Regions from separate parts of the Rattus norvegicus genome. Here region 2 is linked to region 1. A link is a contact called in public Hi-C data. All regions are on one chromosome and are shown on one strand. Each heading gives the region's core, a stretch centred on a gene start, on an enhancer-like site or on the middle of the called end of the contact. The rest is flanking DNA. Distances are from core to core; before and after follow the strand shown. Region 1 holds the start of Sfrp1 (secreted frizzled-related protein 1). Region 2 holds the start of Golga7 (golgin A7).

Region 1 (2,995 bases), core at 249-2,748:
GAAGGAGAGAGGCAGGGGGTATGCAAGGCTGGTGCACGAGAGGTTTTTGCAACCCCCCGAGGTTTGCTAAACTCAAGGTTGCTGCCTGAATTTGGAGGCGAAGAAACAGAAGTTGCGCTTTCTAAAACGACTTTCCTCAGCCAGTTCTGCAACACGACTGGAAGATAAGCTAAGCAGAGAGACTTCTTGTTGATTGTTTTGTTTTTAGGGAAAAAAAAGTTTACCAACTCATGAAAATAAATCCCTCGGTCTGAGGTTTGGGGATTGTTTTGTTTTTGTTTGTTTGTTTTTTGTAGTTTGAGTGAGTAGTTTTCCAAGGGAACTGTGTCTGTCTCGGATGTTAACAGCTTTGGATGAGGACGCCGCGCTCTCCCTGAAGAGATGGACGTCCTCCTTTTATTCAAAACCTAGGCTTTGCTTTGTTTCAGGTACGGAAAACGCCAGACTGGAGCTTAAGAAGGGCAGCTCCACGTCTTTCCCGGGCCGGGGCTCCCCAGGAATCACGGAGTACCTGGGGCGGGAGAAGCGCCAAGCGGCGTCTGGGCCTCCCAGAAGCTTTCGGGATCCGGTCTGCACACCTTGCGGATTGCGGTGCGCGGCGCCCGGTCTTTCCCCTCTACAGCCCGGGGCCAGTGCGGTTAGGCGCGGGGATTCACGGGCGTGGGAAGGCATACCCTTACCTTGGGGCTTCGAGGCTTCGGTGGCATTGGGCGGGGTCATGGCGATGCAGACGTCGCCCTCGGGGAACTTGTCACATTTGAGCATCTCGGGCCAGTAGAAGCCGAAGAACTGCATGACCGGCTCGCACGAGTCGCGAACAGCCTCGCAGAGCCAGCGACACGGGTAGATAGGCCGGTCCAGACAGACGGGCGCGAAGAGCGAGCAGAGGAAGACCTGGGTGCCCATGTGGCAGTTCTTGTTGAGCAGCGGCACCCAGCTGCTGGCCTGCTGCTTCACCTCTGCCATGGTCTCGTGCTCCAGCAGGTTGGGCAGCACCATCTTCTTGTAGCCCACGTTGTGGCACAGCCGCAGGTCCACCGGGATGTCCACGCACTGCGGGGGCTTGGTGTAGAAGCGCCCGCTCTGATAGGAGCCGATATCCGACTGGAAGCTCACGTAGTCGTACTCGCTGGCCGAACCCGCGGCCAGCAGCGCGGCGGCCAACGCCAGCAGCACGCCGGAGGCGGCCCCGCCGCGACCCCGCGCGTTGCGCCCGACGCCCATGCTGCTCGGCGACGTCGGGGCTGCCCACGCTGCTTTCACGCGCGCGTCCCGCTGCAAACTTCCCGGAGCCTCCGGGGACAAAGGCGCAGTGCCCGGCCCCGTCCGGCTCGGGGCCGCGCGCTGCTCCCCGAGTCTCTGATCGATGGGGTCTTCGGCTGCCGCAGGTCCCGGCGGCGGGGCTGGCGCGAGGCGGGGAGCGCGCGGGGCCGAGTGCCGTCCCGGCTCGCAGAGGCGCGGCGAGCTGCGGGCTGCTGCACCTACTTGCGGCGCTGCAGCTCGAGTGCGCGGTGTGCGGGTGGCCGAGCCCTGGATCTCCCGCGCGCAGCCAATCAGCTCCGCGCTGCCGGGAGCCGCTCTCCACACCGCGTCAGTCAGCCGCTCAGTTAACCAATCGCCGCGCCGGCCAGAGGGATCGGTTTACTAGAACTAGACCCAGGTCAACACCCCTTAAAAAAGCAAAACCCAAAACTAAGCAAGTACTTCGAAGGAGGCAAATACAAAGGGAAGAGAGTAGTTAGAAGTGTGGGGTGGGTGGAGACGGTGTTGGACGCTGTAATTAAAGCGAGTCGGTTTGTTTAAAGAAGAAAAAAAAAAAGACTCTTCATAAGACTTGCAAATCGATGCAGTTGTGAAGACTTTTCTACTCGCTTTCCTAGTTCCAAGGAACAACGCAACAGACCAGCAGCCCTTCGCTCCACGGTTTTAATCTTAAGTCAGAGGCAGGCTGCTTCCCAGCTGCTCGGATGGGCGAACTGAACTTCGGAAGCTCTTTTTAAATTCCCCCACGAGTCTGGGCTTTTGCAAAGACTAAGAGAAGGTGGTGTTTCTGGCTGGGTTCAAAAATGCAACATCTTTCCAGGTGACCGAAGGCAGAACGGGAAAGGGGCTCGCTGCGGAGGAAAACACTGGTCACGTAGGTGTTAGCTCCCGAGGACACTTTATATTTTTAAACGATGTTTTAAAGACCCTATCCGAGTCCCAGCTCTGCAGACAACACCTCTGTTCGCAAACATACACACAGCCCGACATGTTTGTGGATTAGAAAGCCAAAGCACTAAAAATACCAGCATGACTGGGTGGACACCAACTCTATCAGTCAGATACACATGCTAATTCAGAGGTCAAAACCAAAGGTGTGTCGCCGCCCCCCCCCCCATGAGGCAGAAGCAAGGCAAGCAAGAATAGCTGAGTCTTCCTCTAGCTCCCCGCCACACACACACACACACACACACACACACACACACACACACACACACACTACTCACTTCCTGGGAATTGCTTGACTGTTCCAAATACTCCCCTTAAAATCAGAGAGCTAGGGGTGGGATCAAGAATAGAGACCGCACAAGCAGTCCGTGAAGTTCTCTGGATCTTCATACATTCTGTGTCCTTCAGGGTGGGTGGAGGGGTAACGGAGGATGCACTGTGCTGCCATACTGGGTGGCAAATGGGCTGCCACTCCGAGTTGCAAGGCCCAACCCAGTGGGACGATGCTGCTGGCCCAGACAGCTTGTTTTTAAAGCCCTGGGGACCCTTGCTTTCAACTCTGTAGATGCAATTTCTCCGTTCCAAGTTAAAGCTCCAGAGAGTGCAAAGAGGTAGGGATGTCTTCTTAAAGGATCGTACACACTGATGTTGGGACTCCACTGCAGGAAAGCAGCTGCAGCAGGTGGCCAACATGGACTTCCTAGCCCAATGAAAGACGCCCAGAGCCAAACAAGCAGGTTTGGATAAAGTCATGCAGAGCAAGGCTGTGGATGGCCAGGGGTTA
Region 2 (2,832 bases), core at 2-2,501, 150 kb after region 1:
GTGAATGAATAAATGGGGAATGTCAAACAAATGAAATTACAAATGGCACAACAGAGGAATCTCAAAATAATCTATATAATAAGAACGAGACCAAAAACTCTGATTCAATTTAAGGAAAATGCAAATTTATTTCCAGTGACAGAAAGGTTAGTGCTGGGCAAAGAGGTCTGCTGAATGACTAAAAAGGATGACTGTAAAGAATAAGGAAGGTTTTAGAGGCAGTGATAATTATCTTGATTGCACTGATGGTTTAAGGGCAAACTGTTAGCAAACTGTGTCCACATTAAGTGACTGGGTTTACGATACACCCTTTTCTGGGACAAAGTTATCCACTTTTGAGACAGGGTCTCACTATGTCAACCCGGCTGGCCTGGAACTATTTAAGTAAACTGGGGTGGCCTTGAACTCAGAGATCACCAGGGAGTGGGCCAGCCTCTACCCAACCCCGATGCTGGGATTTTTAAATGCTATTTTTAAAACCCCGAGAAATCAATTGTCAGTGATAATTGATCAAGTATCCGTGATATTAAAAAGTTGTATTAGAACATCACCACCAGGCGTGGATAGGGATTTTCTGGATGTCTTGCAAAGACAGGGTCAGTAAAGTAGGGAACCAATGAGAGAACTGTAGATACAGTCTGGTCACCTACGCAGGTATAGCTGATGTACATACGTCTCTGGGATGAAAAAAGCCAACGGCTCAGAACAAGAATATTATTCACCTCCCTCCCGCACAAGAGGGTACCAGGGTCCAGACGCACCCCCGGTAGCGCGCTTTGTAGTTGTAAATATAGGTGAACAGTCTGGGTTTAAGGGATTTGGAGAGTGGCGATTGTTTTTGTGGAGGGAGGTGCTGTAGCCCACAGGAAAACTTGAACGCATAGTCAAGAAAGGAAACACTCCTATGATCAGAAACCACTTCCCCACAGCTAACAGAATACGAGTCTCTAACCCCGGAGTCTTTCCAGGAACTCCCGATACACCGATCATATCCATATCCACCTCTTATTCTTCTTCCGCCCGGAAGGGCTTCACCCGCCTACACTAGGAAGACTTCTGTCCCAGCTACCGCGCACCTCTCCGCAGCGCGCAGCCTCGGAGGTATCCTTTACGGCCGGAGGGGGCGGGGTATAAATGAGTGGCGCAGAATGAGTTTAGGAGAGGCAAGGCTTTTTGCGACAGGACGTAAGTGACGACGAACGTGGTGCGACAGCTGCTGGAGGGCTGAGGAGGCGGGTTTGTGTTAACAGGGCCGAACCAGGATGTCGGGGGGCGCGGGTCCTGGGCTTGGGTAGCTGGAGGCTCTCAGCTACAGCCATGAGTGAAGGGGATCGGCGAGGGGGAGGTCTTGGGCATCTTTGGGCGGTGGGTGGCTCCGAAGGGCAGGCGGGCCCGAGAGCCGGCTCTAGGCCGGCAATCTGACCTGTGTCTTGCCCGAACTCGCAGAGCGGCGGGTCCTGTCCTCGCCATGAGGCCGCAGCAGGCGCCGGTGTCCGGGAAGGTCTTCATTCAGCGAGACTACAGCAGTGGCACCCGCTGCCAGTTCCAGACCAAGTTCCCCGCGGAGCTGGAGAACAGGGTACGCAGCCTGGATCCCTGCCCCCGCCCCTGGGGAGTGTAGAGTCCCTGGAGCGGGAGGGAGTGTCCCACAGTTCTGGAGATCAGGAGGCCTTCAGATCCATAGCAGAAGGTCTACGAAGAAGTTACGGTCTAGTATTTAGAGAAAGACTGCTAAGGCTAGTAATGCTCAGAGTGCAGTGGTCTTATAGAACTTTGGGATGCACGCTACCCCTCAGTCCACCCAAGAGTGTCCTTAACAGGACACCGACACATAAACGTACACACACTCAAACATACAGACACGGTTATTGACACCTTATTGAGGTGCACACACATACTCAGTTATTGACATCTTGATGAGGTGCTAATTCCTGGAACTCCGGGCTGCCTCATAACCTCCTGTGGTAGTCTATATCCTCAAAAGACAGCGTCATCGTTCTCATGACTGATATTTGTGGTCACTGTGCTGATCATGATGTTCAGCTGAAAGGGTTTATTAGTGACGTGCTTGGTAGTCCAGACAGGCCTTCTTGGAACCTGAAAAACGTACATTGGCTGGGACAGGTTGTAGCTGAACCAACCCTGCACTCAGTCATAATCAGTGAGAGCTTCCTGTTTGCCTTGCATATCAAAACGGTCACGGGCACAGGTCCTTTGGACAACCTTGTAAACAAAGACGGGATTTGTTTACCATTCCTTCGGATTTAACAACACCAGAAATCTACCTGTGTGCGTGTGTTCTTGTGTGTTCTTGTGTGTTCTTGTGCGTTCTTGTGCCTAGCCCGTGTGATTCTTTTGTTCTTTGGCCGTATTAGTCAGATTCTGTTTGCTGTTCATAAGTCAGTTTCTAGAAACTGAGCCAGGAGGATGAGGAACTTTGAGGTAATTAAGCGTGGTGTGGGTGTGGGGCTAAGAAATGCTGGTTGTGGAGTAGGTGGGTGGAGATGAGTGTGTACCAGAGAAATGTGTACCAGCCATTTAAAATCAGATTGGTGGTTCGTAGGCTGGGTGTGTAGCTTAACGCAAAGAGCCTGTTCTTTCCAGGTTGAAGGCCCAGGGATCTATCCCCAGCATTAAATATTTAGTCAGGACTACTCCCAGCTACTAGGGAGTCGAAGGCAGGAAGATTGAATGTTCAAGGCCAACCTAGGCAACTTGAAAATGCCATGCTCTAAAGTGGCTTGGGAAGGGTGGGAATCCTGAACCTTATTTCAGTGGTAGACCACTTGTCCACCGCTTCCATTCCCAGCACTGACTGTTAGGGCTGAAAAA

The links. Hi-C and Micro-C count contacts between places; a contact is called where the count stands out from the background.
Region 2: a Hi-C map of Schwann cells shows a contact between it and region 1, with 4 times the contacts expected there. The contact joins the promoter of Golga7 here to the promoter of Sfrp1 in region 1. A contact is called at or near these places in 2 of 12 Hi-C or Micro-C datasets (Schwann cells and mammary epithelial cells).

What each region holds. Positions count from the first base shown.
Region 1 is chr16:75,315,238-75,318,232 of GRCr8, forward strand. It overlaps Sfrp1 (secreted frizzled-related protein 1), which reads right to left and starts at 1,499. Exons shown (of 3, transcript NM_001276712.2): 1 at 681-1,499. The coding sequence starts at 1,224.
Region 2 is chr16:75,468,658-75,471,489 of GRCr8, forward strand. Golga7 (golgin A7) reads left to right here and starts at 1,252. Exons shown (of 5, transcript NM_001007731.1): 1 at 1,252-1,579. The coding sequence starts at 1,469.